2 separate regions of the Astyanax mexicanus genome follow, and region 2 is linked to region 1. Evidence: chromatin contacts called from public Hi-C data. All regions are on one chromosome and are shown on one strand. Each heading gives the region's core, a stretch centred on a gene start, on an enhancer-like site or on the middle of the called end of the contact. The rest is flanking DNA. Distances are from core to core; before and after follow the strand shown. Region 1 holds the start of dusp7 (dual specificity phosphatase 7). Region 2 holds the start of rpl29 (ribosomal protein L29).

What was found. Hi-C and Micro-C count contacts between places; a contact is called where the count stands out from the background.
Region 2: a Hi-C map of muscle shows a contact between it and region 1, with 7 times the contacts expected there. The contact joins the promoter of rpl29 here to the promoter of dusp7 in region 1. A contact is called at or near these places in 2 of 3 Hi-C or Micro-C datasets (both in muscle).

What each region holds. Positions count from the first base shown.
Region 1 is chr24:16,265,344-16,271,879 of AstMex3_surface, reverse strand. It overlaps dusp7 (dual specificity phosphatase 7), which reads right to left and starts at 2,516. Exons shown (of 3, transcript XM_022682614.2): 1 at 1,429-2,516. The coding sequence starts at 1,834.
Region 2 is chr24:16,418,973-16,425,508 of AstMex3_surface, reverse strand. It overlaps rpl29 (ribosomal protein L29), which reads right to left and starts at 4,241. Exons shown (of 4, transcript XM_015605589.3): 1 at 4,149-4,241; 2 at 3,611-3,662; 3 at 3,425-3,489; 4 at 1,189-1,359. The coding sequence starts at 3,647. The coding sequence ends at 1,267.

The DNA.
Region 1 (6,536 bases), core at 1,267-3,766:
TTGTGAATGGAGGCTAACACTTGGAGTTAAACTCATAAACACGTAAACATCCGCCTCTCTGGGCACTTTTATGTGTTTAATAATATACTGGCTTCGTTAAAAACTAAAAAAAATGCACAAAACTCTATCTCAGTCTTTATATTTGTTATTTTTACTTTCTCTTCCCGTTTTCATTCATGAAATACGAGCCGTCCCTCTCTCTTCGTGAACGGAGACAACATGGCGGAGCCATTTTAGGGGAATGTAATTGAAAACATCTTGTTGGTTCGGGCGGGTTCGGGTAAAGTTAGGAGTTTGGAGATGGGTTTAAACGTGGGAAAGTGGTGTATAATATTTTAGGAGTATTGGGCCAGGATTTAGCTAGGTTAGCTCGGTTACTGCGATTCGCTATTTGACATTAGGCTCGGTTCTGTTCTGTCTGACGTCCGTGTTATTTACTAGCGAGCTACGCTAAGCTAGCCTGATTTGTGGGTTTATTTGGCAACATTGATGAATAAGTTGCTTATTTTAGAATTTATACGCCCGTTTGTGTCAATAAACCACCTTTAACACGATTTTAACAGCTCATTTCTAATCTAAGGTGAAATTCACGTTATTTTCCAGCTTCGTATTCAAACTGTCAGTTCCACCTTAAATACTGCAGCAGTTACATTGAGGCGCCCCGTGGAATCCTCAATACAAATTTTAAGAGTTTAAGGTGGACAGGAGAAACTTAACCTTAAATATTAAAACATTTAGAAAACATATAACTTTAACACATATTGTTTTGAATACACTACAGAAAATTAGCTAATGAGACTGAATCAACACAAAAAGTGCGTATTAAAATAAAATAAAATTAAAAAGTTCTTAAGACTTTTTCAAAGAAAGGTTTGTCTAGTCAACTGTTAGATTACATTACTGAATATATTATGTGTATATTATGTATTATGTGTTTATTTGACAAAACTGATAAACAAGTTGCTTATTTGATATATAAAATATAAGTGAGTATTTGTGAGTAGTTTTTGATCTGATTCTAGCTGTTATATATCACAATTAAAATACGAGATTTTCGAGTCCTGTTCGAATTGTTCATTCCAACTTAAATTTCCAGCTTTGCTTTTATTTCTTACTTTTAGCCAAAAGTAGCGTTTATCGTTATTTTCCAGTTTTGTGCTAGAATGATCCGTTCCACCTTAAATGTTCAACTTGGCTTTTAATACGATACTGTCTCTTCAACGTGCAACTGCAGCACTATTTAAGGTGGAACGGACACAAGTAGAACTTGAGAAGAGATAAAACGTTAAAGAAAACACAAACTGACAGCAGACGATATTCCAAAATATATTAACATAGACTCGCGAAACAGAAAGGAAAGATACGCGTAAAAAAATAAAGTTTCGAACTTTTAAATACTTTTTAAAGACAGAAGTTAGCTGGCGTTACCTTCCAAATAGTACGCCTTGCAGCCGTCGTCCCGCAGCTTCTGCATGAGCAGCCCCAGCACGGAGCCCGCCGCGCCGTTCTCGGGCCAGTCGGCGGTGGCCTCGTCGTACAGCACCACCGTGTCGGTCTTGCAGCGCTTGGCAAACCGCTCCTTGTCCTCGTTGTTGGGGATGATGGAGCGGATGGGCAGGTTGCCCTTCTTCAGGCGGCGCAGCATCAAGCCCGGGATAGCCAGGTTGATGGCCGACTCGATGTGCGACGACTCGTAGAGCTCGTGCGCGCGGCAGTCCAGCAGCAGTAAGGAGCCCGCGCCGGTCTCGAGCTCGTCCTGCAACCATTCCACGCTCTTGCTCGCCATGATCGCGCGCACGTCCCGGGAGCAGCTTCGGAGGTGGTTGTTTTTCATGGGGGAAAAGGGGGACGGGGGGCTCGGTGCGCGTGGCGAAATCCGGTGGAACGGTGGGGATGAGGAAGATGAGGAGGGAAGGCTAAAAGCAAAAGGAGGATGATGAAAGGTTTTAGGTGGATGCGCAATAAAAACGGAGTAAAGAAAGAAAATATTCGGAAAAAAAGATTTCCGAATATTTGGGTGAAAAAAAATCAGAACACGGATCAAAAATCACGACGAGCTCAGAACGCGTCCCCCCATGCGCGCGCTCGCTGGGGGCTGTCCTTACGTGCCTCTCGGTCTTCCTGGGTACTATCTTCACGGTCCTCGCGCTGCTGGAACGGGGCGTCCATTTGCGAGAGCACCGACAGCACCAGCAGCCCTCTCTCTCTCTCCCTCTGTAGTCTCTCTATTTCTGTAGTTCTGTATGTCTCTCTACCTCTCTCTATCTCTCTCTCCCCCACCACCACCTCTTCCAGCACCTCAGCCCGCGCGCAGCAGTAGTAGTGTTGTTGTTTTGGGGGGGAGAAGTTTTGTTATTGTCGCGACCTGTGAAGCATGGTGGTGGTAGCAGCAGCAGCAGTAGCAGTGGTAGTGGTGGTGGTAGTAATCGCAGTGCTGAGGCTGGACTCCGCCGCTGTCCTGCTTGTCATTTTCGCCTCGCGCGGTTGACAGGCTGGAATAAAACAGGGTGCACGGAGCTGGAGCGCGAGAGGAGGAGGGAGGGAGGAGACAAGAATGGAAGGAGGAGACAAGGAGAGAGGGGGAGGAGTTACAGAAAGGACGCGTTAAAGGGCCCATACCGTGCATGTTCTGTGTTATTTGTAACGTTCAGATGGGGTTTAATCATCCAATTTTAGACTCACGTGTTCAGCGTTAACTGTAAACTGAATGGTTTGGCTGTAAACCCTTTATATACAGTATAATCCAGATACTGGAGGTGAAATGAATAACAAGCGACAAGTGAACAGTCAGTTCCTGAAGCTGATGGGTTGCATCAGGTGTAAGAATCTAAGGCTACATTCACATTAAATGCCACGTTGCTCAAATCCGATTTTTTGCTCATATCGGATTTGGCCATCTTGACGGTTCATATTCACAAATGTAAGTGACCTGTATCTGTGTGTAATGTGAATGAATCTGTCCCTGAAACATCTCACATGCGCACATTGATACCTAGATAAACTTCGCCTTTTCACCAACAACAAAAAACGTCATATCTGAGAGACGACTCTTAGCTTTATAAAGGGAAATGGATGAGTTAGCAGCTCATATGTGGAGCATCTTTTGCTAAATGGAGAGGAAACAGCTGGTCTGAAGTACATGTTCAGGTCGAGTAGGAGAAAAAAGACCAGGCAGTTTGCTTTTGCTGTTTTTGCAGTGATAGCTGCACAGCTGCACCAAGAGATGTGTGGGTATGAAAGAGAAGCACGTAGCATACGCATAAAAGCAAAAAAAACAAACACATAAATTCCGATTTGACCATTTACATTCATGTCACATGTCAATGGATTGGATACAAATCTAATATAGGACCACAAATAAAAGTGACTCAAATCTGATTCGAACCAATCGGATTTGGCAAGTTCACACAGCCATGAAAAAAAACATTGAGAAAAAAAAAATCAGATTTGAGTAAATGTAGCCAGATAATGTGAACGTAGCCTAAGAAACTTTTACAAGAACCAAACTGTGATATTTTAGATGACTCAGAAGTCAGAAGATCTCTAGAACATCATGCAGGTCTTGTGAAGTGTTCCTTGGTATGCAATGGCCAAGAAGGACAACCAGTGAACTGGCAACATAGTCACTGGTGCTTAAGGCCTCATTGATGCTAATGGAGGCGCTGCCCACCATACAACTTACAGGATTTAAAAGACTTGCTGTTAATGTTGTGGCTTTTGTGGAGTCTGAGCTATTTCTGAGACATACACAGTATTATAGGCAGGTGATTTTAATTTTATGACCAGAACAGGAGTATTAAAGTATTTTCATGTGAAGGCTGTGAGTAAACATTGCACTATATTTGCCGTAGCGCTTACTGTCTTGCTGCAATCTAAGAGGAAATAGTACTGGAGGACATGTTGTGAAAGACTCTGCTGAAAATGTAAAAAAAAAAAAAAAAGAGGAACGTCTGATTTCACCACAGCTGCACGGCAGCCCGGGCCGGGCCGGACACAATGGCCTTTTATGCATCCGGTTGACTTACAGACACTCCGAACTGTCAGTCCTTGTGTTTCCATCCTCTTATCCTATGAAAGGCCTTCCACACAGTGAGTGACGGCTCTCTCTCAGAATAGAGCTTCTATAGAGGCCTCTGAGCATCCAATAAATTACCCTGACTGTCCAAAAAAGTATGAGAGTATTTATCAAATACCCACATTTTAAGCTCTTGAAATGCATGTTCTTACTGTTCTTTTGTTGGTTAACTATTCCAGTGTAAATATCAATGTAATTACACATGTAGTTGTATAGTAATAACAGTTTAATTACTTTTAATCACACTGAAATCCAAATAAAATACATGCTACTAAACACTAGTATTGGATGCAATAAATGTTTATAACCTTCTACATGTTTTTTCTTTAATTATTTAGTGTAACAACACAGCATCATCATCCCTTAATTCCAACAGTGCAAATATTCCTGTTTTGATTTCTTCCCAGAAACCATTTTTTTGATTGACAGTTTTGGTCAGTTTTAAACAGACCGGTCATCTGCATTATATGAAGTAAGCTTTTATTAATCATGTGGTTTGTACAGGACGTCGCATTAACAGACATGCAGCAAAGTTCTTTTTTTGATGTTGTTAGTGATAAATGTCCAATGTGACTTAATTAATTGTTGATGAGTTGTCAGCCAGTCAGCTAATGTTTGTGTGGTTAGACATGCTGGTAGTATTTGTACTCTGTCTCAGTTCTGAAGCGTAATTCAGATGTGCTTAAATGACACCGGTGCCGGGTGCAGTTTCCACACAGCCCACTCCTTCGCTAATCCACCTTCACAGCGCCACCTCCCACGCCTCGCCCGCCATTTCCTCCGCTGCTCAGCCGGCCTGAGCCACGACTGGAAAATCCATTACTGTAAGAATCCATCATCCCACAGCAGCTGTGCTTTATTCAGGTTCAGCTAGAGCTTGATAGCCAGTTCAGAACTAGTTCATTGTGGTGGTCGTCCAGCTTGACCAGCTAAACCAGTTTGGGATGTCTCAAAGCGTTTATAACTTTTAAGGACCTCCACCAAGAAGTCGTCCATTTTAGTGCAAGAAAGGTGACCTAAAATAAACACGTCAAAGTTTATACTTATGAAAGCAGAGTGCTTAACACTAAGTCATCTAAAAATATGCGTAGTACGGCATGGAGTTGTAGAGGTTCCTAATGGTGGCAGCTTGAATATTTTCTTGCAATTCCTGCAGATTTTGTGAAAGTGTTGATTGCGCATCTAATAGCATCCCACACATTTTCAATTGGGGATAGGTCTGATGATGTGGCTGACCATGGCATAGCATCTGTGTCCACACTGGAGTGTGCATTATGAAATAGGTAAGGTCACAAGGTAGGCTTGCAGAACCTCTTTAACGTAACTTTGGACTTTTAAAGTGCCTGAAATAAAGATAGGTAAAGGTAATCTGGCATCCTATGAAATTGCACTCCACACCTTAGTACTAGGCCTTCTGGTCATGTGATGAGTGAAAAGAAACTATTGATATTGATACAGACCATGGTGCCTCTAACTTTTGATTAGTTGGTCATCTCCAACAAGACAAAAAGTGTGCCTTTTTGAGTCACTTCATGATAGCCTGGTGCAACACCATTGCATTCTTTGGTGATGTAGATATGGTGTTAAAAGTAGTTGTAATAATGGTCTGCATGTATACAGTGCCCTCCATAATTATTGGCACCCCTGGTTAAGATGTGTTCTTTAGCTTCTCATAAATTGAGTTTTGTTCAAAATAATATAGGACCACGATGGGAAAAAAAAGTAAAGTCCAACCTTTAACTCAAGTAAATTTTAAGGGGGAAATAAAATCCCTGACTAAGAAAAAATTATTCTTCATAAAATCACCTGTTCCACAATTATTGGCACCCCTAACAATTCTTAGGAAATAAATTTAATAAAAGTATTTCTGTCACTTCTACAGTAGTTTACGAAGTTGATCAGAGTATGTAGGAACATTTAATTAGTAATTCACAACTTCCTGTTTCCCTGGGGTATAAATATGACGTGACACAGAGGCCATTTATCTTCAACATGGGAAAGACAAAGGAACATACCATTCAAGTGAGGCAGATGTGTGTTGACCTTCACAAGTCAGGCAATGGCTACAAGAAAATCGCTACTCGCCTACACCTGTCCATATCTACTGTCAGAGGAATTATTAAGAAGTTTAAAACAACTGGAACAGTGGTAAACAAGCCTGGACGAGGACGCAAGTTTATTTTGCCACCACGCACAGTGAGGAGGATGATAAGAGAAATAAAAAGTTCTCCAAAGCTCACTGTTACAGAATTGCAACAATTGGTAGCTTCTTGGGGTCACAAAGTCTCCAAAACAACCATCAGGCGCTATCTACATGCCAACAAGCTGTTTGGGAGGCATGCACGGAAGAAACCATTTCTCACTCACAATCATAAACGCAAACGTTTGGAGTTTGCTAAGCGGTACTGGGACTTCAACTGGGACCGTGTGCTTTGGTCAGATGAAACAAAGATAGAGCTTT
Region 2 (6,536 bases), core at 2,992-5,491, 150 kb before region 1:
AACGTTTACCTTATTTACTCGAAAACTGGTACATTTCATACACTTGTATCCTCATAACTTACCTTCATTTAAGGAAGGGAAAATCAACATGGTACAAATATGCTAGTTCACAAAAGCATGTTCACACAATGTTATTAATGTCCACACTACACGGCTATTATTACTATTAAATATTTTTAACACATAAACCAAGTGCCCAACAGTGGACTTATAACTGCTACCTTCCTATTATTTATTACAGATATTTCATAAAAAATGGACTACACCCAAATAACAGGATTAATTACACTTCATGTATTGAAAATTCACAGCTGTTTATGGTTTTTTATGTCCTGATGTTTATAATCTGCTCTGAAAAGTACACTGCATCACAGAAACACAATTATAAACTAAAGATCATACTACCCACCTCTAGTTTATAGACTAAGGTGCACTATGTTTTAAACCACACCCATTTATAACACTAGTGAATGGTCCTGGATTTTGATGACCTCAAGCCTTTTTTGGAACCTAAATATGCGGGATTTGAGAAAATTTAACAAATCAGCTAATTTGACACCAAATATAAAGAGCAAAAAATAAAGAAATTTGTGTTTAGTATTTTATTTCGTTGGTGTACCAACACTTTTTGGCAATAAATTCTATACTTTTGGAAGGCCTGTAAATTTCCTTGTTAGGAAACTCCTTGTTGCATATGTTAGGAACATGCATTTGTGGGAGTGGCAGTAGAAACATTCACCAAATCGTCTCTACCAATACCAAACAATTTATGTTGCTGTTGCAATTGACTTGTCTTGAGCATCTGGTGCCCCCAGGTGTTGCAAATCAGGTGCTTGATTGGCAGCATTTGTGAGCATGGGCCCTGCTACAGAAATTTAACACAAATTCCTTACTTTGTGTGCTCTTTTAAATAGAAAACCACTTACAGCTGGTTTCCTGCAGAGGGATTCAGTTCAGTTACGGCTTTCCGTTTTCTATTTATGAAAGATCTTCTTTAAAACCAGAGCAGAGCCTAGGACTAGGTTTAATCCTAAGACATTGCGTGTATTAAGCCTGACATAGGTATGGGGACAAAAATATAAAGTATGCTGCAGCCATCTGACAAGTTTGGGGCAAAGTCGTGAGGAAAAGGTAAGCATTTAAAGGACTGAAGTGTACCATAAAAAAAATACAAGATTCTTATTCCAATTAACGAAGCATGGCTTTATTGTTGATGGTATAAAGTCCGTTTGCAGTTCCTGTACACCGTCGACTAGCCAACACTTCCTATTTCGGAGCCTCCTTCTTTGCGATGGTCTTCAACCCCTTTTTGTTGTGTTTCTTGGCAAAGCGCATGTTCCTCAGGAACTTGGGGTCAACCTGTAGAAGAGAAGAAACCATTACTATTTGATTCAACTGGAAAACAAATTTATCAGCTGCAACTCTAATCTGCAGAATAGATGCTGAACATTTTTAGCTGCAATTTTCAAAAATGCTTCAATTTCCAAATCAACTGAACGCGCAAACAGATGTATTTACAGCATCCATATGGCCGATTCTGAATCACATTTGCCCTAATGTTAAAATGATGGACAGCATAGCAACAACATGAATAACTTTTACCCATTAGAGATATTGTTGCAGCCACCTACTCACACAAGTAACATCACACATTTGTTACAACAGCAACACACACCACAATTTTCTAACTTTTTTTGAACTTGTAAGCTCTTGGAGCTTAAAGGTGCAATACGTTACATTTTCCCAAAGATTAGTTTACTTTGATACTTTACATAGGCCATTATATATATGATTGTCATTTATATTATTAGGTAATCATTTTAATCATCATTAGGTTTATATGTATTTTAAAGAAAAGCAACTTCTTTTACTTTCACTGAGTCACTAAATGAAACTTCTCGAACAACTGAAAAAATGACTTCAGCTCAGGTTTACAATCAGATATGATCAGTCCTGGTCTGTAGATTACAAAGATGTCTGGTAAACCCACAATATCCAATCTACAACATAACCCAGGGTAAAAATGGAATTGCATCAACAATCGATTTTTAAATTTGCCTCATTATTTACCTATTTTTAATTGCATTTCTCTTGAGGTTTGAGCAAGTGAGAAACATGTGGTTCATAAAAGACAGTGTCAGAGCTCAGATGGATCTCTCTCTCAAACACTGCTAATTTTACATGACAAGACAACAAAAAACCCATAAGAGCCCGGACCCATCAAAACTGAATAATAAATTTAGTGAGCAGCTCATTCATGTTTGTTTCTTATTGTAATGAGAGGTCACATTACTGTAAATATGTTAGGTTTAAAATCATGAGGCAACAAATTACAATTTCATAACTATTACTAACAATTTGTTCTATAAATCAGGTCAGAACTAGTTATATGGAACATAAAACATTTATACATTTGTACAGTTAAGTTGTTGGAACAGATCTGTAGCAGCAAATAATGCACTTTCAAAAGGAGCTACTTTTATCTCTAGCACTCCTACATTCCTTAAATAAGGTCAAAGGATGAGATTCACACAGTCCTGTGATGATGCGCTAAGGATGTTTAGTGTCATTTATGGACTTAGAGTAAAAGACAAACTGTGCGCTGTAAGATACTTTACAGACTTTAAAGGATCTGTAACACATACAGCACCATGGGTTATTTGGGGTTATTTACATGGTAAATATCGCACAATAGTTAATCTATTAGTGCACCTCAAAATTAGAATATCATTGAAAAGTTACTTTATTTTAGTATTTCAGTTCAAAATATAAAACTCATTATATTGATGTATTACATACAAAGTGATCCATTTTAAAGTTTCATTTATTGTTGATTGATCTCATAATCTAATTTTCTAAGACCAATTGGTACTTTTGGCAGTGTGCTGAAAAATGAAAATGGCATCTTCATAAAAGTTGTCAGTAGCAGAGGGAAGCATGAAGTGCTGTAAGATTTTTCGGGAAAACACTGCACTGACTTGATAAAACACAGTGGATCAACACCAGCAGATGACATGTCACTCCAAACAATCACTGATCATCAGTAAAATTTACATTTCATTTGCAAATCAAGGGAGCAGAGTCTGAAGGAAGAGTGAAGAGATGCACAGTCCAAGCTCCTTGAGGTCTAGTGGGAAGTTTCCACAATCAGTGATGGTCTTACAGCACTTCATGCTTCCCTCTACTGACAACTTTTAAGGAGATGCGGATTTCATTTTCCAGCAGGACTTGGCACACTGCTTCACTTATATAATATTCAAATATTCTGAGACACTGATTTTTGGGTTTTCAAAAGCTGCAAGCCATAATAATCAACAATAACATGTGTGTAATACATCTATATAACATGACATAAGATGCACTAGTAGATAAACAGTGTGGGAGCCCAACTGCACATGTGAATTAAACATTAAATTAAACTTACCCCCTTCAGGGACTCGTAACGGTGGGTCCGGGGCTTCTTGATGCCATTTCTGTGCCACTTGCGGGCTGCAGGGATAAACAGAGCAGGGAGTTTAGTGTATAAAAGCATTAATCCTTTTTATTTTACACACAGATTGATAAATGCTATAAAGCTACAGTTCTGAACGAGCTGAACACAAATACTCACACTGGTTGTGCGTGGTGTGGTTCTTCGACTTTGCCATTTTTAATTAAGCTGTCTGTTAACACAAGAGGATAAATACAATTATTAAAGAACATGAATTTCTTAACCAACAGAAATATCTAACAAAAAGCATGGACTTATAACTGAAGCTACTTTACTGTTTACGGTGGGCCAGGCATTAGCTACACACAAGTCTCTCTAAACGAACCAAATAAATTCTCTTAACCTTTATTTAGCTCTGATATTCTACAAAATCCTGACACCAACATTACTATCACAACATTTAAGACCTTATACAATATAATAATTAATAAACTAAGACTTTTATCCGCAGCTGCTCACAGCTGACTGCAGACCGCCGAGCCGTGGCAGATCTAAACCGTTTAAAATAAACATTTTACAATAAAATCTGCCCCCATTTCCAACTGTCCGCACTCATAACGCATCATTAAACACCACAGACCGATAATATCGTATGTAACTTTGATACAGACGGAGGATTAAAGCAGATTAATCTGAAATAAAGCGGCATATTTTCTACCTGCTACACGAACAGCACGACAACCGGAAGAGAGAGAACGTGCAGGGGATTGTGGGAAATAAAAGTCCCCGAGAAGAAGCCGCAGCAGAGCTGGTCTATGGCGAGAGCGCCCACTTCTTATAAAAGGTGTGAAAAGTGTTTACATTCATTACTAAGGGAGAAAAATAGATAATGAGGTTTAAAATAATTCTGTAGAAGGAGAAGTATTAATTAAGGACAAAATCGTATGTCCCCAAAACACATTTTATTAAAATCCGTAATGACTATAATCTTATATTAAAATGTAAGTGTTGCACTAGGCTTCCTGTTTAGACTGCATACTAGTGCATCTGGGAAAAAATAGAATTTTATTGAAAAGTTACTTTATTTCAGTAATTCAGTTCAAAATGAGAAACTCATAAATTATATAAGTGTATTACACACAGCGTGATCTATATTTTATTGTTGATTATTACGACTTACAGCTAATGAAAACCCAAACATCAGTGTCTCGGAAAATTAAAATATTATTTAAGACCAATTGGTACTTGTGGCAGTGTGGGCAGTGTGCCAAGTCCTGCTGGAAAATGAAATCCCCAACTCCATAAAAATTGTCAGTGAGCAGAGTGAAGCATAAAGTGCTGTAAGATTTTGTGGGAAAACACTGCACTGATTTTGGACTTGATGTAACACAGTGGATCAACATCAGCAGATGACATCTCCTAAGTCCAAACCATCATTGATTGGTGGAAACTTCACACTAGACCTCGAGCAGTTTGGACTGTGTGTCTCTCCACTCTTCCTCCAGACTCTGCTCCCTGGATTTACAAATGAAATGTAAAATTTACTGATTATCAGTGGTGGTTTGGAGAGTCATGTCATCTGCTGGTGTTGATCCACTGTGTTTTCTCAAGTCCAAAGTCAGCACAGAGCAGCTTTCAGGGGTTGTGCACAATATGACTGCCTAAGGAAGGTAAACAGGTCTGCATACTGTCTGCGTCCGAGCCAATCAGCTTTTCGTATGAGAATAAAGTGTCTTTTATTTAGTATTATGCCATGTCTCGCAAGATACTCCAAAACATCTCCATAATTCATTCCAAGATAAAAATACAAATAACCCAATTCACTCTCATTTTCTTACAAAAGATTATCCCTTTTTGGATTTTGATGTAATATTCAGTTTCTTCATGGTTATTAATTTGCAGAATTTAGCTTTTATTTTCTGGCTACAACTTAATTATCTTATTCCCAGGCCTCAAAAAGTCATGGCCACAACTTAATTATCTCATTCACACACCTTAATTATCTCATTATCTTAATATAGTAAGTCGTGGCCATGAATTAGGATCTTTTTCGCACACCTTAATAAGTTATAGCCACGCATTAGGATCTCATTCACAAACCTTAATAAGTCGTGGTCATGCATACTTTTTTTTAAGCATGATGTCACCTTAGAGACTCCGTAGGAATGGTATATGTTTATATTATTCATCCAACCACAATCAAATTAAAATTTATCTGGATGGAGAGGTTTATCTTTTTTTTTTTTTTTGACGATGAGATGCCGTAAATAAAACAAGCTGAAACAAAACAAGACTATTTTTAAAATGTAAGGAGTAGAACGTAAAAAGTCATCTGAGAAAGAATTACTCAAGTAACGTATATATATAACCAACATTACTACTTCTAAGTATTTGTACTTCCTTACTTCACACATCTGCTTCCTATTCCCCCCATTATATCAGAATATGACTGCAAAACTCTAGAAGAAGCCCACAAGTAAAGCTAAAACAAGGACAGATGGATTAGAGTATTTAATATAGATAAAATAAGATAAGGGATTATATTTACTCATGTAACTTTTACATTTAAAATGTAAAAAAAAATGTGCCGTGTATAAATGTGCACAAGGTAACTTTAAAATACATTTGTGTCTGCGTTAACCTAATTGCAAAAGCAAGATATGAAATTAAAAACGTTAATAAAAACTACTTAGAACACTGAAAACATTTGTTACCTGTCCCCTCTCTCTAACTATAAACTTAAAATATTATTAAAATCCGTCAGATAAGTAATTTTTTGCATTGTGTATTGTTGTGTGAATGCAAATAATAAAAAAAAAATAAATTCATAATATATAAGTTAAAATACACATTTTAGTTGTGTCCCTGTGTTTTCATTCAGTCCTGTTACCGTAACACATTACCCCATCTAAACAATCTGGAACATTCTACAAGTCACATCTACAACAGGAGGTCAACTCAGTTGGTTTTTCTGAAGATCATGAGAAGAACAACATTAAGTTCCCTCATTTGTTTTTTCAGTATATTTGATCGAATTGTACAGTCATATGAAAAAGTTTGGGCACCCCTATTAATCTTAATCATTTTAGTTCTAAATATTTGGGTG